3 separate regions of the Macaca mulatta genome follow, and all the other regions are linked to region 2. A link is a contact called in public Hi-C data. All regions are on one chromosome and are shown on one strand. Each heading gives the region's core, a stretch centred on a gene start, on an enhancer-like site or on the middle of the called end of the contact. The rest is flanking DNA. Distances are from core to core; before and after follow the strand shown.

The links. A called contact is a pair of places that touch in the nucleus more often than the background predicts.
Region 1: a Hi-C map of liver shows a contact between it and region 2, with 4 times the contacts expected there. The contact joins the promoter of ZNF878 here to the promoter of LOC717030 in region 2. A contact is called at or near these places in 3 of 14 Hi-C or Micro-C datasets (CD4 T cells, fetal cortex germinal zone and liver).
Region 3: a contact with region 2 is called in a Hi-C map of fetal cortical plate, with 3 times the contacts expected there. The contact joins the promoter of LOC717365 here to the promoter of LOC717030 in region 2. A contact is called at or near these places in 4 of 14 Hi-C or Micro-C datasets (CD4 T cells, fetal cortex germinal zone, fetal cortical plate and 1 more).

Annotation. Positions count from the first base shown.
Region 1 is chr19:12,720,164-12,724,154 of T2T-MMU8v2.0, reverse strand. It overlaps ZNF878 (zinc finger protein 878), which reads left to right and starts at 1,638. Exons shown (of 6, transcript XM_077977811.1): 1 at 1,638-1,855; 2 at 2,799-2,843. The coding sequence starts at 1,853.
Region 2 is chr19:12,588,094-12,591,643 of T2T-MMU8v2.0, reverse strand. It overlaps LOC717030, which reads right to left and starts at 1,542. Exons shown (of 3, transcript XM_077977751.1): 1 at 1,349-1,542. LOC144336725 (a long non-coding RNA gene) reads left to right here and starts at 1,617. Exons shown (of 3, transcript XR_013409049.1): 1 at 1,617-1,689; 2 at 3,382-3,472. LOC144336695 (a long non-coding RNA gene) reads left to right here. Exons shown (of 2, transcript XR_013409017.1): 2 at 1-1,510.
Region 3 is chr19:12,805,318-12,809,204 of T2T-MMU8v2.0, reverse strand. It overlaps LOC717365, which reads left to right and starts at 1,970. Exons shown (of 5, transcript XR_013408963.1): 1 at 1,970-2,141. It overlaps ZNF625 (zinc finger protein 625), which reads left to right. Exons shown (of 6, transcript XR_013408999.1): 6 at 1-251.

The sequences.
Region 1 (3,991 bases), core at 389-2,888, 130 kb before region 2:
CTTTTGGGGTCTAGATTGGTACCCCTTTCCGGTAATAAGATGAAACCGACTCCAGGTGAGAGTTTCCTGCTAATGAAAACGAAGGTGTAGAGAGGAGGGAGAGTTTCCACACTGTGAGGAGAAGATGGGTGTATGTGAGGAAGCCTTGGCCATGCCTCATCCCAATTCCTGCCCCACTGCAGGATATCTGTCTCTCCCTCCTGGAACAGGCATGCCTGACCTGTTTCCCCTCCTGCCCTGAGACAAGGGGATGGCTTTGTGGGGGTCATAGACTCTTGGTGTCCTAAAGGTTTGCTGAAAACTAATTGATCTGAGGCAGATTGATTAATAGAAAAGAAGGCATGCAAATGTATTTAACATGTATACATGGGAACCTTCAGAATGAAGACCCACCCAGCTATAAAAAAGAAGATTATATAGCAACCTGAGGTCAGTAAATTAGGTTTAGTAGCAAGACAGCTTAGCAGAGTGAGAAAGGAAGAGGCTTGGCTAGAAAATTAGCCAGCCACCAAACCTGGCTAATTTTTGTACTTTTAGTAGAAATGGGGTTTCTTCATGTTGGCCAGGCTGGTCTCGAACTCCTGACCTCAAGTGATCCACCCGCCTCGGCCTCCCAAAGTGATGGGATTACAGGCATGAGCTACCACACCTGGCCCTAATCTATTTACTTATCTTTATCTTTTTAGTAGAGACTTGGTCTCACCACGCCCGGCCACTTTTTTTTTTTTTTTTTTTTTCTTTGAGACAGAGTTTCGCTCTTTTTGCCCAGGCTGGAGTGCAATGGCGCGATCTCGGCTCACCGCAACCTCCGCCTCCCGGGTTCAAGCGATTCTCCTGCCTCAGCCTCCCCAGTAGCTGGGATTACAGGCATGCGCCACCACCCCGGCTAATTTTGTATTTTTAGTAGAGACGGGGTTTCTCCATGTTGGTCAGGTTGGTCTTGAACTCCCGACCTCAGGTGATCCACCTGCCTCGGCCTCCCAAAGTGCTGGGATTACAGGCGTGAGCCACTGTGCCCGGCTACCGGCCACTTTTTAAATTTTTAAATAATAAAGACAGGGATCAGCCAGGCGAGCAGGGACAGCTCACCGAGTGAGGAAGACGACAGTGCCCCTTCTAGCAATTCGCAGCAAGTTTGGTCGAAGACAAATATTTTATTTTATCTTTTTTTTTTTTTTTTGAGACAGAGTCTCACTCAGTCGCCCAGGCGCGAGTACAGTGGTGCGATGTTGGCTCACTGCAAGCTCTGCCTCCCAGGTTCACGCCATTCTCCTGCCTCAGCCTCCCGAGTAGCTGGGACTACAGGCGCTCGCCACCACGCCCACCTAATTTTTTTTTTGTATTTTTAGTAGAGATGGGGGTTTCACCATGTTAGCCAGGATGGTCTCGATCTCCTGACCTCGTGATCCGCCCGCCTCGGCCTCCCAAAGTGCTGGGATTATAGGAGTGAGCCACCGCGTCGGGCCAGCCCAAGGCAAATATTCAAAGTAAAGGTGGGAGGGAGGTACCGAGCTGACCTTGGAAAGTGTGGCCAGAACCGGTCACTTTGGCTCTGCAGCGCCAGGTTACCCAGGGCTTCTGCCGTCACTCAGGGAAGGGGGCGGAGTCTAGACCCCTATCCAATCAGGGGCGCTAGGGCGGGGCCCTGCCACTGTCCTCCAGGGAAGTGGAGATTGCATTCCCGCTCGCTTCACTCCGAGAGCTGTTCGCGCCTGTTAAGGTATGGGTCTTTCCTGCTCTGAGAGGGACCAGTTACTTCCGCCGTAGCTGCTGTTGCTCTGTCGACTGCAAGGTGAGCTGCACTATTCGCGGGACCTTTAGAGAGGACGCCGGGATACCTCGAAGCGCGGAAATGGTGAGCACGCTGGGCTGGGGGGTCCCAAGGCGAAAGGAGGGGCTGGGTGGAACCGAGAGGAACCCGCTGTGGCGGGGCCCAGGCTTCCCTGCAGCGACGCTGGGGTCCGGTCACAGTCCCCCTGGCGCAGCTCGGTCCTCCGTCCCCTCGGCCGCTGGGTGGGGCTGGGCCGGCAGCCGGGACCCCGGGCGTCCTGTCAGGTCCCTGCGCGGCAACTGCGGTCCCAGCCCCGGCCCCGGCTCCCTCTCTGAGCAGCTCCGCGCCCGCAGCCCCGCGTCTCCCGTGGTTCAGGGACCACGGAAGGGTCATGGGGGGATCCCGCCTCGGGTGTGGGGTTCGTGTGGGAGGAGCGGTGGCCTGTGGGGTCCCCAGTTCCTTTTTTTCTCCAGTTAAAAATTAAACGGAGGCACTGTTAAAAAATGAGAGTTTATTTTAGCAAACAGCGATTAATGAATGAGAAACTCCCAGTCCTGGCTTGTGGTTTGGTAACGGAAAAACCCAAACCGTGTAGAATAAGTTTATTCTGAGCCGAATAGGAGAGACCTCGGCCGAGGGAAACACAACCCCACGAAGCCCGGAGTAAGCGGTCCCGAGGCAGCTCATGACAGTTTTTTTTTTTTTTTTTTTTTTGAGACGGAGTCTCGCTCTGTCGCCCAGGCTGGAGTGCAGTGGCCGGATCTCAGCTCACTGCAAGCTCCGCCTCCCGGGTTCACGCCATTCTCCGGCCTCAGCCTCCCGAGTAGCTGGGACTACAGGCGCCCGCCACCTCGCCCGGCTAGTTTTTTTTTTTTGTATTTCTTAATAGAGACGGGGTTTCACCGTGTTAGCCAGGATGGTCTCGATCTTCTGACCTCGTGATCCGCCCGTCTCGGCCTCCCAAAGTGCTGGGATTACAGGCTTGAGCCACCGCGCCCGGCCGACAGTTTGGTTTTATTCATTTCAGGGAGACAGGAATTGCAGGAGAATGATGAATCAGTGCCGGGAAGGTGTAAGTTACTTTGGCCAAAAGGCGGGACATATGGAGGCGGGGTTAGAAGGCACAGGTGGTGGAGGGATTCTGTAGGTGGCGGTGGATGGAGAGTGTGTGAAGCTTTGTCTAAAATTTGGAGGCTGTAGGAAGGAGGGCTGTTATCTGCCGCGTTACTCCATCCCAGTCCCTGCTCCCTTCCCCAGAAGACCTGTTTTTGTTTACCAGATTTTATTTTTTTGAGACGGAGTCTCGCTCTGTCGCCCCAGGCTGAAGTGCAGTGGCGCCATCTCGGCTCACTGCAACCTCCATCTCCCGGGTTCAAGCGATTCTCCTGCCTCAGCCTCCCGAGTAGCTGGGATACAGGCGCCAGCCACCACGCCCAGCTAATTTTTGTATTTTCAGTAGAGACGGGTTTCACCATATTGGCCAGGCTGGTCTCGAACTCCTCGTGACCTTGTGATCCGCCCACCTCGGTCTCCCAAGGTACTGGGATTACAGGCGTGAGCCACCGCGCCCGGCCAATTTTTGTAGTTTTAGTAGAGACGGAGTTTCATGATATTGGCTAGGCTGGTCTCTGCCACGTGATTCCATCCCAGTCCCTGCTCCCTTCCCCAGAAGACCTGTTTTTGTTTTACCAGATTTTATTTTTTTGAGACGGAGTCTCGCCCTGTTGCCCCAGGCTGGAGGGCAGTGGCGCAATCTCCGGCTCACTGCAACCTCTGCCTCCCGGGTACAAGGGATTGTCCTGTATCAGATTACAGGCGTGAGCCACCGTGCCCGCCCCAGGCCTTTAAAAATTTTCTTTGCAAGAGGTTTTCATTTCTTTTCGTATTTAAAAAAGTGAATTTAACATTTCCAGCTTCAGAAGATGTGATGGCCATGGAGTCTTTGTGTGAGAAAAGTAAGAGGGAAGTTAGTCTATAATGAAATCAATCCTTAAGAGGGAAGGGGTCTTTCATGACTTGCTTCAGTCATTTAAAATGTGTTACAAAACAATATAGGTAAGAAAGAAAGCTAATCTGTAATCAGGGAATGGACCTTCCCTGGCTGGCTCTGTTACCACTGCCTGTCAGGTGTCTCAACCCTAGAATCGCATTCCTTTAAACCTCAAGATAATTTAGAGTTCCAGCAGCCTAAATGTTTGAATCACCTATTTTCACAGTCTG
Region 2 (3,550 bases), core at 293-2,792:
TTTAGATGCAGCAACTGAGGCACATTCATGTAAAAACAGACATCATCAGCCTGGAAAAAAAAGACTCCTGTGGCAATAAGATACCAAATTACAAACAAGACCTAAGGCCTCGCAAGGCAAGGGTAAGTCATGCCTTAGAATTCATAAAATCTAGAGAAACAGGTCTGTTTTTTGGCTGGAATGGAATCAAGTGGCAGATAACAGACCCCCTTCCTTCAGCATTCCTTCCTACCTCCTCCAAACTTTAGACAAAGCTTCACACTCTCAACCAGCTGCCACCTACAGAATCCCTCAACCACTTGTGCCTTCTAATCCCCTTTCCACAGGTCTCACCCTTTCTGTTTTTTGTTTTTGTTTTTTTTAGACAAGAGTCTCACTCTGTCGCCAAGGCTGGAGTGCAGTGGCACTGTGTGGGCTCACTGCAACCTCCGTCTCCTGGGTTCAAGCAATTCTCCTGCCTCAGCCTCCCGAGTAGCTGGGATTACAGGCGTCCACCACCACGCCCGGCTAGTTTCTTTTTAATATTTTTAGTAGAGACGGGGTTTCACCATGTTGACCAGGCTGGTCTTGAACTCCTGACCTCAGGTGATCCGCCTGCCTCGGCCCCCCAAAATGCTGGGATTACAGGCGTGAGCCACCGCGCCCGGCCAGGTCCCGCCCTTTCTGCCAAAGGAACTTAAACCTTCCAGTAACTAATTCATTATTTTCCCCGCAATTCCTGTCTCTCTAAAATGAATAAAACCAAACTGTTTTGAGCCGCCTCGGGACCACTCACTCCAGGCTTCTTGGGGATGTTTTTCCCTCGGCCAAGGTCTCCCCTATTCGGCTCCGAACAAACTTCTTTATTTTACATAGTTTGGCTTTTTCCTTTGACAAACCACAAGCCAGGACTGGGTGTGTCTCATTCGTGAATCGCTGTTTGCTCAAATGAACTCTTTGTTAACCTTCCTCAGTTTAATTTTTAACAAGAGAAAAAGTGGACACTGGGGGCCCCACAGACCGCTGCTCCTCCTACGCACGAACCCCACACCCGAGTCGGGATCCCCCCCATGACCCCCCCGCGGCTTCCGCACAATCTGGGTAGACGCGTGGCTGCGGGCGCGGAGCTGCCCAGAGAGGGCTCTGGAGCCGCAGTCGCCGCGCAGGGACGGGACAGGACGCCTGGTGTCCCGGCTGTCGGCCCAGCCACACCCAGCAGCCGAGGGGACCGAGGGCCGAGCGGCTCCAGGAGGACTTGGTCCCAGATCCCGAAGTCGCCCGCAGGAAGGCCGGGGTCTCGCCACAGTCGGTTCTGGTCGGTCCAGGCAGCCCCTCCCCCGTCTCACGACACCCAGCCCCAGACACGCACCATTTCCTGGCTTTCAGATGTCCCGGGGTCCTTTCTACACCTCCTGTGACTACAGCAGGGCATAGCGCAGGTGACAGAGCGACAAAATCCTGGGTAGAGGCACCAGGTCCCTCTCGGGGCTGGAAACACCGGATCCGAACCGCGGCCCGCTCAGCCACAAACGTGAGGGCAGGAATGCGACCCTCTCCGTGTCTGGTTGAACACTGGGCAGGGCCACGCCCCAGTGCCTCTGATTGGATGGAATGCTAGGCCCCGCCCCCATGTCTGAGTGACAGCGGAAGCCCTGGGTATCAGGCCCTGCAGAGCCAGACTCACGGATTTTAACCACTGCTTCCCTAAGGGTGAGCTCCTTCCTGCACTCTGGTTATTGGATATTTGCATTTCATCCAAACTTGCTATTGATAGAGGAGAACGCTAGCGTTTTCCTCACTCAAGGGACTGTCCCTGCTCCTTCGTTCTGCACGGGGTCACAGGAGTGTGCAGGGAATTTCAGACTCAGTGTCTACAGGAGCCATCTCCTGCCTCAGAGCAGCAGTGGAACGGAGACCAGGCCAGGCACGCCTGCACCAGGAGGAGAGGCATATGTCCTCAAGCGGGCCGCAAGTGGGGATGAGGCATGGCCAAGACTTGTTCACTTACCCCATCCCCTCCTCACAGTGTGAAAATGCTCCCTTCTTCCAGATCTTCATTTTCACCAGCAGCAAACTCTCTCCTGAGGTTAATTTAAGCTTTTGACCTAAAGAAACTGTCAACTTTATCCAGGTGACGCCGCCCAAACAATTCTGTCTCTAGCCTGATCTTCACACATTTTCTTTATATATACGAAGATCTCTGTTAGATATAAAATGCTTTAGGAATAAATTCTTGGTCCTGCGAAGTAAAACTAACACTTAGAGAAAAGTTTAATTTGTTTAGCAAGGCAATTTACTTCTGCGGAAGGGTGCCACTTGTGTCAATCAAGATCACAAGAGCACAGAGAACAAACGTCACCAGGGGGTGTTATGTCCTTAATGCAGTCCCTATCTCTGTGTCACTCCTTCATGGCCTGGGGTTCGACCACACAATCTGAGCTGACCCGACTGGCTACTTGTACATATTTTTCTAAATACAGAAGGAGAGGGGAATGTGAGGTACAGAGGTGCAGCGCGTGAGATGTGCAGTTTCAGGGGAACAATGGGTACAGGTAACCAAGGGAACAGATGGGAGTTACTAATGAGAGCTGATGAGAAGGGGCTAGGCTGTTTTACAGTAACTAGGGGCAAGGAGGAACAGGAAAGTTGAGTTTGAGAACAAAAGACAAGGAAGTTAGCAGGCTAAATCTTTGAAAAGAAACTCAGAGAAATGTACTGTGTGTGTGACAATTCCTCCCTTTTTATTTTCTTATGATCTTTTTCTCTTTAAACTTTTTTAACGTGTTTTGGCTTTGCTGTTTGATTTGATCTTTTAAAAGGAAAAGCTTACTAGAACAAGGTGGAGGAGAACTAAGGGGGGTTTCAGTAAGTGCTGTCTGTGCAATCCTTTGTATTAGCCTATGGATGCATGCTATGACACAACATCTAACAAGAATAAGTACATCTGTTACGACTGTAAGAGCAGTAAGTATTGAGGCTATGATTCTTTATTTACTGAACTACTTTCCTAGCCATCTTGAAATAGGGTCATTGACTCCAGAATTTTTAGCTAATTCTTTGGATAAAGTGCTAAGTCCTTACAAGGCCTTTGTTATGCTCGCACTGGGGGGCGGTGTTGTTTGGGATGAAGGTACAACACTGGGTTTTAATCATAACACAAACTCCACCTTTTTCGGCTAATAACATGTCTAGAGTCATTCTGGTTTTTTTGTTTGTTTGTTTTTTGTTTTTTGAGACACAGTCTTGCTCTGTTGTCCAGGCTGGAGCGCAGTGGTGCGATCTCAGCTTACTGCAAGCTCCGCCTCCTGGGTTCACGCCATTCTCCTGCCTCAGCCTCCCTAGTAGCTGGGACTACAGGGGCCCACCACCACGCCCGCCTAATTTTTTTGTATTTTTTGGTAGAGACGAGGTTTCACCATGTTAGCCATGATGGTTTCGATCTCCTGACCTCGTGATCCGCCCACCTTGGCCTCCCAAAGTGCTGGGATTACAGGTATGAGCCACTGCGCCTAGCCGAGCCATTCTGTTTTCTTAAGCTATTTGGCTAGTAGGCCTTCATTGGTCAGCTATT
Region 3 (3,887 bases), core at 721-3,220, 220 kb before region 2:
AATAAAAGTTCAAAACAAAAAAACCAACTCTAAAATTCATAAAACACAAAATATCATACTCTCTTAAATATGCCTCTATGATATCTCTCTGATAAAAGTTGGCTGTACTAGAGAAAATGAAAATAGGTGTTGGTGACCGGCAGATTCTGGGTCTATGATGAATCAGAGAAGGATGGTTTTCACTGTTTTACATTTTTTTAATGCCTGATGTTGACTTGGTAGAAAGATGATAATAAAGAGATTCTTCTGTCTATGTGTTTTAGATTACTCATGTTGACTGAAGAAAAAAAATTAAATTTGTTAAAGAAAGTGAGTTTGATTTAGGATTGACTGAGGACAATAGCCTGGAAGCAGTTCTGACAGACGGCTGCTATGCAGTATTTTAGTTTACAGTTTATAAGAGACAAGTGGGCCCTGTGCTGTATCTTGTTTTTTCTTCAAAGCATATTTCTGGAGAGTGCAGAGTCCCAGAGTCAGGAATGTTACAAAGTCAGGCTGGAAACCAGAAATAAGTAACATGACTAAACATTTGTATGTTTTTTTGTTTTGTTCTGAGACGGAGTCTCACTCCATTGCCCAGGCTGGAGTGCAGTGGTGCAATCTCGGCTCTACTGGAACCTCAGCCTCTTTGATACAAACGATTCTAATGCCTCAGCCTCCCAAGTGGCTGGGATTACAGGTATGCACTACCACACCCGGCTAATTTTTGTATTTTTAGTAGAAATGGGATTTCACCATGTTGGCCACGCTGGTCTCCAACTCCTGATGTCAGGTGATCCACCCACCTTGGCCTCCCAAAGTGCTGGGATTACAGGCTTGAGCCACAGCGCCCGGCCACTACTGCCTCACTGTCATGCAGTTAAATAATCTTAGACGCTTCCTCCTCGACTTTATACATACACACCGGAGGAGGGCTCTGCTCCTGTGTTATTCTCGCAGTGGGGTTGAGGATGTTTGTCTCATGGAAACTGGTGATGTGAGAAGCAGGTGAATAGCCTGCAGGGGGCAGCAGAGACCAACGCCAGGGACTGGACGCTGAGGCCAGTATGGATCCTGCCAAGGAGGGATGTGGATCTCTCCTGGATGCTTCCTGGCAGCCGCCCTCCTGCAGGTGGCTTGCAGCTGTTCAGAGCAGATCCAGAAAGAGTGTGGGTTCTGACACGCTGCAGCGCCCTGGAAAGCAGGAGACCCACGTGCAGGTGCACTTCAGGGGTTTTGTCTTTCTGCGGCTGTATATCTGGAATCTGGGGCCGTTTTCAGGAGCAGTGCTTTGGGTTTGACATGCAAAGGGTCCCTGGGGTCAGACTAATTTGCATATCTGAAGAAAATCTGTGAAGATCAAGTTCAGGGAAAGAACTGTTTGGGACCTCTCCTGGAGAAGGGGCTTATGAAGTTGACAGTTTATTTAGGTCAGAAGCTTAAAATCACCAAGTGAGAGTTTTCTGCCGATGAAGATGAAGGTCTGGAAGGAGGGAGCGTTTCCACACTGTGAGGTGGGGTGAGATATGTGAAAGCCTTGGCCATGTCTCATCCCTAATTCCGGGCCCCTGAAGGACAACTGCCCCTCCTTCCTGGTGCAGTCGTGTCTGGCCTAGTCTGGGCACCCCTTCCTGCTCTGAGGTCAGCAGATCGCTCCATTGGACACTGAGTCTGGAATTCCCTGCACACACTTAGGACTCTGTGCAGGACGAGGAAGCACTGACAGCCCATTTAATGAGGAAGAAGACAGTGCCCTGTCTAAAAATCAGGAGCAAATTTGGCTGAAAAAATATCCAATGATCAGGGCTCGAGGAGGGAGTTGTCCCTTAAAGAGAAGCTATGGCTAGAACTGATCAGTCGGGCTCCGCAGGGCCCGTTACCCAGGGCTTGTGCCGTCACTCAGTTCTGAGGGGGCGGGGCCTTGCACCTTGCCCAATCAGAAGCGCTGGGGCCGGGCCTGGCCAACTGTCCATCCGGAAGGAGGAGGCCCATTCCGGCTTCCACTTTTGATGCTATGCAGATTGTTGTCGGGATACTAGATTTCCTACTCGGAGAGGCCCGGGTCCCTTCGCCACTTCTGTCTCTCTGCCGCCTGCACTGTGACCTGCACTATTCACGGGAGCCCTAGAGAGGACCCCGGGACACCCGGAAGCCGGGAAATGGTGAGTGTGTGGGGCCGGAGTCCCCAGACGGGGGAGGGGCTGGGTGAAACCGGCCTGAAGCGGATGTGGCGGGACCCGGGTCTCCTCATGGGGCCTCCTGCATCTGGGACCCGAATCCCTCTGTCTCAGCCTGTCCCTCCGTCCCCTGGGCCGCAGGGTGCGGCTGGGCCGGCAGCCAGGACCCCGGGCGTCCTGTCCTGCTCCTGCGCGGGCGACTGTGGGTCCCGGCCCCGGAGCCCTCTCTGGGCAGCTCCGCGCCCACAGCCCGGGATTCTGCGGGAACCACGGGAGGGTCATGGGGGAATCCCGCGGGGTTTTTTTCTGTTAAAAGTTAAAGAGTTTGGGCCGGGCGCGGTGGCCCATGCCTGTAGTCCCGGCACTTTGGGAGGCCGAGGAGGGCGGATCACGAGGTCAGGAGATCGAGACCATCCTGGCTAACACGGTGAAACCCCGTCTCTACTAAAAATACAAAAAATTAGCCGGGTGTGGTGGCGGGCGCCTGTAGTCCCAGCTACTCGGGAGGCTGAGGCAAGAGAATCACAGGAACCCAGGAGACCGAGGTTGCAGTGAGCCGAGATCGCGCCACTGCACTCCAACCTGGGCGACAGAGCGAGACTCCGTCTCCAAAAAAAAAAAAAAAAGAAAAAAAAAAAAATTAAAGAGTTTGAGCGAACAGCGATTCATGAATGAGAAACACCCAATCATGACTTTTGGTTTGTTACCGAAAAACTTTAAGAAGAATTGCATTGGCCGGGCGCGGTGGCTCAAGCCTGTAATCCCAGCACTTTGGGAGGCCGAGGCGGGCGGATCACGAGGTCAGGAGATCGAGACCATCCTGGCTAACACGGTGAAACCCCGTCTCTACTAAAAATACAAAAAGAAATTAGCCGGGCGTGGTGGCGGGCGCCTGTAGTCCCAGCTACTCTGGAGGCTGAGGCAGGAGAATGGCGTGAACCCGGGAGGCGGAGCTTGCAGTGAGCCGAGATCGCGCCACTGCACTCCAGCCTGGGCGACAGAGCAAGACTCCGTCTCAAAAAAAAAAAAAAAAAAAAGAATTGCATTTTGTTAACGGTAGAGGGTGTCCAGGTTCTTGGCGTCTTGAACAAAGAATTGGACAAAACGCATAAAACAAGGAAGGAATGAAGGGATTTAACACTCCACAGTGTGCGAGCAGGGCTGAGCACAGGGGCTCAAAGGCCACGTTACAGAATTTTGGGGAGTTTACCCCCTGGAGGATTCCATTGGTTACTTGGGGTATGCCCTATGTCAAAGGAGAGGATGAAGTAAAGTTATAAAATCATTTACTGGCCGGGCGCGGTGGCTCAAGCCTGTAATCCCAGCACTTTGGGAGGCCGAGACGGGCAGGTCACGAGGTCAGGAGATCGAGACCATCCTGGCTAACACGGTGAAACCCCGTCTCTACTAAAAAATACAAAAACCTAGCCAGGCGAGGTGGCAGGCGCCTGTAGTCCCAGCTGCTCCGGAGGCTGAGGCAGGAGAATGGTATAAACCCGGGAGGCGGAGCTTGCAGTGAGCTGAGATCCAGCCACTGCACTCCAGCCTGGGCAACAGAGCGAGACTCCGTCTCAAAAAAAAAAAAAAAAAAAAAATCATTTACTTGGCTTAAGCCCTATGGAGTGGGTATTTCCTTTCATAGCTGAAGTGTGAATAGGCCTTATGTTCCCTGCCTGCAGACCCTATTTTCCTGCCTCAACTTGAGTTTGATTTTGGTGTCCTTAGGTAATT